Linked DNA regions of Mus musculus: region 1 is linked to region 2. Evidence: chromatin contacts called from public Micro-C data. All regions are on one chromosome and are shown on one strand. The core of a region is the stretch at or near the end of the contact, and the rest is flanking DNA. Distances in the headings are between cores, read along the strand shown.

The links. Hi-C and Micro-C count contacts between places; a contact is called where the count stands out from the background.
Region 1: a Micro-C map of embryonic stem cells shows a contact between it and region 2, with 5 times the contacts expected there. The contact joins the promoter of Sox3 here to the promoter of Atp11c in region 2. A contact is called at or near these places in 4 of 39 promoter capture datasets (cranial neural crest, embryonic stem cells, hippocampal neurons and 1 more), 6 of 484 Hi-C or Micro-C datasets (embryonic stem cells and neural progenitor cells) and 1 of 115 datasets of contacts at active chromatin or transcription factors (astrocytes).

The regions. Positions count from the first base shown.
Region 1 is chrX:60,890,593-60,894,919 of GRCm38.p6, reverse strand. It overlaps Sox3 (SRY (sex determining region Y)-box 3), which reads left to right and starts at 1,490. Exons shown (of 1, transcript NM_009237.2): 1 at 1,490-3,554. The coding sequence starts at 1,490. The coding sequence ends at 2,842. Gm38438 (predicted gene, 38438) reads right to left here and starts at 1,267. Exons shown (of 3, transcript NR_155290.1): 1 at 1,168-1,267; 2 at 39-318.
Region 2 is chrX:60,401,798-60,406,309 of GRCm38.p6, reverse strand. Atp11c (ATPase, class VI, type 11C) reads left to right here and starts at 2,305. Exons shown (of 30, transcript NM_001037863.2): 1 at 2,305-2,505. The coding sequence starts at 2,479.

The DNA.
Region 1 (4,327 bases), core at 241-2,740, 490 kb before region 2:
ACACACTTAGGGCATGTGCTTTTCTTTAGGTTTCCCACCTTTCCACCAAGCTAAAGGAGGAAGCGGGAATCCAGTACTGCGCGGACACCTTATTTCGGTTTCTGCCACATCTGCCCAGATGGCTTCCTATTCCCTCCAGCAGCCTCCGAGGGCTTCAAGAGTTTTCAAACGCCATGCCACTTGCTTGAGCTGGCAGCGGAGAATGTCCGGGTTCCCTCTCCGGGCAGCGGAGGTTTCTCTAGATGGTAGTCCTTGGCAGATAACCCAACAAAGTGCCTGAAGGTCCCACTCTGCTTCTCCAGCCTTCGGTCAGAAAGGCTGTAAAACAAGAAAGGAGAAGCAGAGTCTGTTAGCACAGCCCGCTTGGGGGGGGGGGGGAGCGCGGCTGCGTGCCGAGAGCCGCTCGCAGCGGTCGTAGCAGGTGCGCGGTCGGAGGAGGGGCGGTGCACCCGGAGCAAGGCCTAGGCTCAGCTCCGGCCACCCCCCCCCAAACTTTTCTTTTACTGCGAGAGGCTCCGTGTTGCCATGAAAACGGATTTTCCAAGGGGCCCGACCCTCCCCCTCAGGAGCATCGGACTGGAAAACCCGAAATGGCCAGACAGCAGAGACAAAAAGGGGCCTCTAAGCAGGGGCCCAGAGCGAAAAAGTGAAGGCTCGTTCGCCCTTTGCATCCTAAACCCGCTCCCCAGGAGCTACGTTCGAGCGCCTCCCCCGGGCACAGGCCGAGGCCACTCCCCACTCGCACTGGCAAACCCCCCATGGAGCCTCACAGCCAGGTGCGCTAGCAGTCCCGCTCCCCGGCCCCCGCCCCTCTCTCGGTCCTGCACGCAGTGGCCCTCGGGGTGGAGGGTTCAGGCAACCGGCTACCATCAATTCCAAGGAAGGCTTCTCAGTGGCTCAGCGTAGCGCACCTCCGTTATACACTCAACGTCCCAAGCATGCCTGGACTGCTAGAGGTCCCCAGTGTCCTTAGCGCTGGCAACAGCAGGGTTTGGAGGTCCTCCGTGCAGACGGCGGGCGGGGAGCTTTCCAGGTGGGCCATGGGATGGGGCGCTGGTCAGCCTAGTCGAGTCTGCAAAGTTGTTTCCGAACCCCGCGGGCGCTCCTCTGCCCCTCCTCCCCCCAGTCTCGCTTGCTCGCGCGCCCTCTTCCCCCCTCCTCCCTCACCTCCTCGGGTTTCTCGCTCTTTCAAACTTTTTGAGACCCTAATTGGTGGTCTCAGAGCGGGTCTCGTGGACTCCCGCCTCCTGAAAAAGCTCTCATCACGTCACTCGACCCAAGAGGGGTCTGGAGGGTGAACGAAAGGGCTCCCCGAACTTTTTTTTCCAAGCTGGGCCACAGGGGGCTCGGTGTTGATTGGCCAGGACTCATCACGGCGAGCCTGTCAATCACGAGGCCCACGGGTGGTGAGGGGGCGGACCGAGCCCCAACCCTCCCGGATCTGAGCAGGTATATAAGGGACCGGGCAGGCTTCCCGGGCAAGCTGCGAATGCGACCAGCTCGAGAGAACGCATCAGGTGAGAGAAGCCCGCGAGTTCCCGCCGACTTTGCGCGGAGCCCTTCGGCTAGCCTGCCCTTCCCGCCTGAGCTGCCGGCCCGCCGGCCCCTGAGCACCACTCCGACGGAGTCCCCCGGCCTTTTCACGGTGGCCGCTCCAGCCCCCGGAGCGCCGTCTCCTCCCGCCACGCTGGCGCACCTCCTTCCCGCCCCGGCGATGTACAGCCTGCTGGAGACTGAACTCAAGAACCCCGTGGGGCCGCCCACCCCAGCCGCGGGCACCGGCGTCCCCGCAGCTCCCGGCGCTGCAGGCAAGAGTGGCGCGAACCCAGCCGGCGGAGCGAACGCAGGCAACGGGGGCAGCGGGGGCGCGAACGGCGGCGGTGGTGGTGGTGGCGGCGGGGGCAGCGACCAGGACCGCGTCAAGCGACCCATGAACGCGTTCATGGTGTGGTCCCGCGGGCAGCGGCGCAAGATGGCCCTGGAGAACCCCAAGATGCACAACTCCGAGATCAGCAAGCGCTTGGGCGCCGACTGGAAACTGCTGACCGATGCGGAGAAGCGGCCGTTCATCGACGAGGCCAAGCGACTGCGTGCGGTGCACATGAAGGAGTACCCGGACTACAAGTACCGGCCCCGCCGCAAGACCAAGACGCTGCTCAAGAAGGACAAGTACTCGCTGCCCGGCGGCCTCCTGCCCCCGGGCGCCGCCGCAGCCGCCGCCGCTGCCGCCGCAGCCGCCGCCGCCAGCAGCCCGGTGGGCGTGGGCCAGCGCCTGGACACGTACACGCACGTGAACGGCTGGGCCAACGGCGCCTACTCGCTCGTGCAGGAGCAGCTGGGCTACGCGCAGCCCCCGAGCATGAGCAGCCCGCCGCCGCCACCCGCGCTGCCTCAGATGCACCGCTACGACATGGCCGGCCTGCAGTACAGCCCCATGATGCCACCCGGCGCCCAGAGCTACATGAACGCCGCCGCCGCCGCTGCCGCCGCCTCGGGCTACGGGGGCATGGCGCCCTCCGCCGCGGCCGCCGCCGCCGCCGCCTACGGGCAGCAGCCCGCCACCGCTGCCGCCGCGGCCGCCGCCGCCGCCGCCATGAGCCTGGGCCCCATGGGCTCCGTGGTGAAGTCGGAGCCCAGCTCTCCGCCGCCCGCCATCGCTTCGCACTCGCAGCGCGCGTGCCTCGGCGACCTGCGCGACATGATCAGCATGTACCTGCCACCTGGCGGGGACGCGGCCGACGCCGCTTCTCCGCTCCCAGGCGGCCGGCTGCACGGCGTGCACCAGCACTACCAGGGCGCCGGGACTGCGGTCAATGGAACGGTGCCGCTGACCCACATCTGAGCTCCGGCCCGCGCTCCCAGCTCTTCGCCCCCACCCCGCCCCACACCCCCCACGTTGGGACGCCTTGCTGTTTAGCTTTGCTCGCCTGGGACCGTTGCCTTGTACCGAAGATGAGGAGGACCGAAAGTTTGGCCGTAACTGTCGGGGTTTTGTACAAAAGCGAGAAGTCCCGAGCAGCGGAAATGGGACTTGCTAGAGCCGCTGGCTTCTGACCACTGCCCCTCCCTCCCCCTCTGGCTGGGAATCGCTGTGGTGTTTGCGGAGAAACCGCGGCCCCTTCCTCTTCCCGGATTCCTAGGTTCTTCTGTTGCAGTTGAAAATGTCTTGTTAGTTTGCTATTAATCGAGAACTGAGTGAGGTTGCCCGCCCCCAAGAACTGCAATGCCTCCACCCCCAGTCGTATTGCTTCTGTTTTCCTCTGGCTTTTTTTTGGGGGGGGGGTGCTGGCCGCGCCAATTGGCGCGACAGCTAAAGCCAATGTTAATTTATAGCCAGGTGTGCGTGTGTTTCCCGCCTTGCCGCCCCTGGCCGCGGGACAGCTCTGTCCAGTGCGCGTTTAGGCTGTTGAGTTTGTGATTTCTGCAGTGATCTATTTGCTATTTCGTGTACGCATTTCGTTCGGGTGGTGGGGAAGGGGTTATTTTGTTCCAGGTTTTTTCAAAGTTTTGTTCTTAATTGCTAAGTGAGAGATCAATAAATTTTATAACCAATATGCTGGAGTCCTGATAATTTTGCGGGTCCGAAATTTGAAGTGCGGGTTGGGAATGGGGATAGTCTTAGTTTTATAACTGAGTTTGCAGACCTGGGCGGGGGCGGGGGGGGGAGCATGATGTAAAATGATTTCCTTTAAGCTATTGGAGATCCAAGCTACAACCGCCCCCAATACTCTCAAGTGGGAACTAGTCTCAAGTGGAGAAAACCTCTGTCTTCTGGGAGCACCTACCCAGAGGCAGCCCACGCTACCTGAGCCGCACACCCCACGCGCAGTCTTGCACTTGTTGATTGCGGTGGTGAGTGCCCGGGATCGAGTGTCTGCTTCCGCAGCGATGCAGAGCGGGAGGCAGACACCTGCGGCTGCGGAAGACTTACCAAAAGCTGAGCACTTTTACCTCTGTGCACTGGGGCGGGAAGATACTCGCTGAGTTGAAATATTTACAAAACGAAAGCCCTTCGGAAATCTCAATGATCGTCTTTAAAATAAATGGTTACAGACGTCCCCCTTAAGGAAATGAGTATTTCCACCGCGGTAGCTAACGCGGGAGAGTGAGCGCTCAACACCGAAAGATTGGATTTTAAAAGTTAGATGGTAGATGGGTCAGAGTTGTACAACTCCTCCCAAGGCTTGCTTTGAACTTGTCAAAGCAGTTTACTTACTTGTTTTCTAGAAAGAGGCTCCCTCTCATGTCGAGCCTAGAGCTTGGTTTTTACTTCCCTTTTCCTACTTTACTCCATCCCATAACCACTGACCATTCCATGGTACCACCC
Region 2 (4,512 bases), core at 1,056-3,555:
AAATAATTAATAAATGAAATTAAGATAGTTTCTGTGTTCAATAAAAGTCAGGAAAAAAACCAACTTTACTTAAAAGCAATTCCTTGGAGTAGAGAGCACAAGTTTAGATCTGTGTTGTACGATTAAGTGTCCTAATATCCAATTACTACAAATGTAGGATTTCTTACAAATCGTTAGGCACACCTAAGTGTAAGGCAACGGAGAGTCATAGTAGGGAAAGTAGAAATGCTGGACTTTCCCTCTAGGCAGTTAGGACCTTTCAGGAACTAATTTCAATCTCTTGCATTTGCACTTTATTGTGCTTGGGCTCCTCCTTGACCACAGAAACAAGGTCAAACTTCATAGCTTGTTTCTATGGCTGCTTAGGGGTTTAGCTTTCATTTGTAATGCCCCGCCCACATGTGTCCTGGTTCCTGCCTTGACAGAGTGGCTGTGTTCTTTTTCGTAGGTTGCCCTGTACTTTTCAACTGACCTCTCCTTCTCTACCCAGGACTTTGTTCCCTGGGCTCCTCCAAAGCCTTCCCACATTCCTAGGCCTGGGTTAATCTCCTGCAGCTCTGTTTATAGGTCTCGCCCAGTGAAAATTGCATGGTTTTCAGGAGTTTCCCCGGATCCTTTGTAAAGACATTATCCTCTCCCCTGTTTCCTTTGACATTAGAAATCATTACATTCAAATGTGTAGGTTTTATGTGTTTGTAGTTTGTAACTTCACTTCGGCCTACTAGGGAGGTCTTTTAACACATTGCTGTTTCCAGTTTCTAGGAAACAAACAAACACACAAATAAAAAAAAAACACCCAAGTAAATGCTGAAATCAAACTATCCTTCAAGGGGTAAAATGTGGTAGTGCCCTAGCCGCCTCACAATAAAAGCCCTTCAGGAGTTCACATTAGGTCGAGGGAATAGCTGAGCCCAACCTTTCCAGGTTGTTGAGAGAACTCGCCTCTCCGTAGAGAAGAGCTCCCTTTACCTACTTCTTCAACATGTTTATAGAAGAATTTGAAAGTTCTCAGCTCACAGCCTAGGGCCGGGTCTCAGAAGGTAGTGGAAAAAAAGGGTGGGAGCAGAGAGAACTGTCCAGGTTCAAGGGAATACTTGACCAAGCTTTCATTTTTAAGTTTTAAACTTTTGTAAATGCAAATGTTAAGTTAGCAAGTTGAGGGCGTGCAAGATTTCTTGTGGCGTAAATGTTGAGTTCTGGGAAAGTCTTTCAGCATTCGGGGCTTTATGTAATTTATCCTCATCACATTTCCCACAGCTAAGAATCTACCCAGTGTTTCTGATTTCTGCACGCAGCTGGTAGGGAGAACCTCGGGCAGCTTCCCTCTGCAACCCTGTGAACTGACTGGAGCCGTGCATATGGGGGAGCTCCCAGCCCACAATATCAGTCCAAGCGAACCCTTGGACTACAACTCCCAGGGTGCCCCAGGAGCGTGGAAAAGGGCGGGCGATCAAGGAGAGGGTGGCAGGGAAATCCCGCCCCGCTGCGCAGCACCAACGACACAAAGCCCGACTTTACAACCTCCTAGAGAAAGTGGAAGTAAGCGGGCTTAGGTGGGGTAGTCAGACGACAGGGAACGCAAAGCCCCAAAGCCCCAACCCCAACTGCGAGGTGAAGACGGCTTAGGTGGGACCCAAGAGGGACGCCTGGAGGGGGCGGCTTTTGTAACTACTCCAGCCGCCCGCGCCGCGCCCGCCCGCCCGCGCCAGGGTCCCCTTAGTCCCCGGCTCGTCCCGAGTCGTCCCTCAGAGAGCGGCCACTCCCGGGCAGGAAGCGGGCACGCCTGGAAGCCTCGAGGCGGGCCGCACCGAGGCTCTCCTCAGCCAGAAGTGCTGGGCGGGCGAAAGCGCGGGGCCGAGGAAGGACTGCGAGCGAAGCGGCGCCAACGGACGAGTTAGGGCCGGGGTGAGGGAGACCGTGGCTCCTCACAGACCCCTGGGAGTCCTGCCAGGCGAGGCGCGGGGACGCCCGAGACGGGCGACCGCTGAAGCGGGCGAGTGGGGACTCGGCCGGGGGCTTAGCGGCAGGACGAGCGTGAGGCGCGGGGTGCCGAGGCGGGCGCTGACGGGGAGCCAGGCTGAGCAGCGGCCGGTCCGCCATCCCTCCCCCGCGCGCCGGGCTCGCTGCGAGGCGGGCTGCGGCGGGAGCGCGGGGCGGTGCTGGGGCCAGATAAGGGGAGCGACGGGGCCGCCGCCCCCGAGGCGGGCGGGCCGGGGCTGGGGGCGGGTCGCGGGGAGGGCGGGGCGGGGCGGGGCGGCGAGCGCGCGGGCGGGCGGGCGGTTGGGCGGCCGGGGGCGGGGGCGCGCAGAGGCGAGGAGGGCAGGCGGCAGGAGGGCAGGCGGCAGCGGGCTGGCGACAGGGCAGGCGAGCTAGCTGTCCGCTTTGCGCCGCGGGCCCACGCCGCAGTGTGTTTTGTGGACGGCGCCTTCCCAGACAGCCCAGCGGAGCCCAGCCTGGCACCCCGCAGCCTCGGACGCGATGTTCCGCCGGACCCTCAACCGTTTGGTGAGTACACTGGCCGCGGCTCCACGCGTACCCCGGTGGCCCGCTCGCTGGCCCCCCGCCGCTCCTTCGCAGTCTCTGGGCGAGGGGACGAGCGGGACGCGCCAGCCCCCTCCCCCGCCTCTGCGTTTTAGCGGAAACCCGGCGCCCCGGGTGGCCTGGGTGGGGAGGCAGGTGGGGCTCTCGGGCGTCCCACCCCTGCCCCGGGACATTTCAGCTGAGGTTCCCCGAGGCTCTGAGGAACTCTGCCTCCAGCCTGGGGAATCGCCTCGGAGTGACAGACGCGCGGAACTCGGGGCGGGGGGCTCCCCGGGGCGGGGGGCTCAGTTTCCCAATTAGTGGAAGATGGCGTTGAATTATCGGGGAGGAAGCTTTCTTTTGTTTCCTCTGCCACGAGCACGTGGAGGTAAACCTAGACCTGTCACTGTGGCCCAAAAGAAGAGCTAGGGGGCTGAGAGAAGCGGAGGCTAAACCAGGGCTCAGCCTCGCCCGGGCCATGGCCGATGACCAGAGACTGGGCAAACTTTGAGGACTCAGCCTCCAAGCTCACCTTGAGGGTGACAGAAAGAGCGAGGGCTGTGGGCACGATGGGCTGGGGCCAGCAGCGACGGCGGGAGCCTGTTCCAGCTTTACAGACCCTGGGGCTCAAGCCTCGCAGAGCAGCACCCTCTGCTCCAGGCTTGGAATCCACCCGGCAGCTGAACTCCTCCGACCACCTTCTCCACGCCTCTAAAGCCCCCCAGAAAAGGGAATTGTATTTCTGTGGGGAGTGTGGCACGGGATTGGGAGGGAGCGATTTCTGGCTGCTATTGACTTTTTGGATTAACCTGTTTACTCAGAGGGTATGTTAAGAACTGAGTAAAGTAGAGCAGTTTACTTAAAGGATGTTTGTAGCAACTCCCCTAATTTCCAGAAGAGGTGTCAGGGAATAGGATTTTATTTCTGCCACGGATATTAAAGAAAGCCATCATCCTAAAATTTTTATTTTTTTCCCTGTAGTTAAGGGGGAGAATGCAGAATGCTTCCCCATTCCGTCTTAGGATAGACTTAAGGACTTGACAATTTGGTAACTTTGTGGAGTCATTTCTAATTAAATCATTGCTGACATATTTTTCATAGGTCAGAACAATTTGCTGTCATTTCCCACCCCCCATATCTGAAACTTTCACAAATGTCCCCTGCTTAATCACACTTAAGGCATCCCCTTTTAGGATATCAGTATACTAATACTTTTTAGGTTTTGCCAGATGTCTGTTTCACTCAGAAACATGCAAAGGGAGGTGGAGGTAATTATTACCTGTGGCACTGAGCAGGAAACGGTGTGTACATGCAGGATCTCAAGAGCCATGGGCAGTGGATTGTGTTGGATGCTTTGCTGAAGCAAGTGACTAACATTTGTTCTCACATTTCGCCTGAGACTGTAAAAGAGCATTGTACCTCCTAGTTCTGTTTCACATAGGCTCTCGTGATTTGGAAGTGTTGTTTTGGGGCGATAAAAAGGGAAAGGCGACACGAAAGCTAATTGTAGTGCTCAGCAAAAGGGTAGCCTTTCCACATGACACTCATATGTTAGACACTAGCTGCTCTCTGGGTCATATTAAATTCATAAAGTAAAGATGCTGACATCCCATTTTTGAAGACTTTGGACATTTGGAATTAAACAAACGGTGTTGACCCAAAAGCACTTCCCATTTGGTGTTCTTTTGCTAAGAGTGCTCTGCATTGTATCTGTAAAAAGTAAGCAGTGCTGGCCCACAAAGCTAGGGCATGCAGTAGAATTTGCAGTGGCTGTTGAGGTGCCAGCCTGCTGATACTCTGCATCTCTCCCAAGATTTCTGCAGAGACTCACTTTTGCTCATGCTAAAGGGAGCTTTGACCTCATTGTTTCAACTAAGATGTCCAGCTGTTCACATTTTACTGCACAACCCTGACTGTGATAAGTCCTAGGAATTTGTTCCACTGTCATAAGCTAGAAGGTTCTTAGGAGTTTTGTCTGAGCCCTAGGCCTAG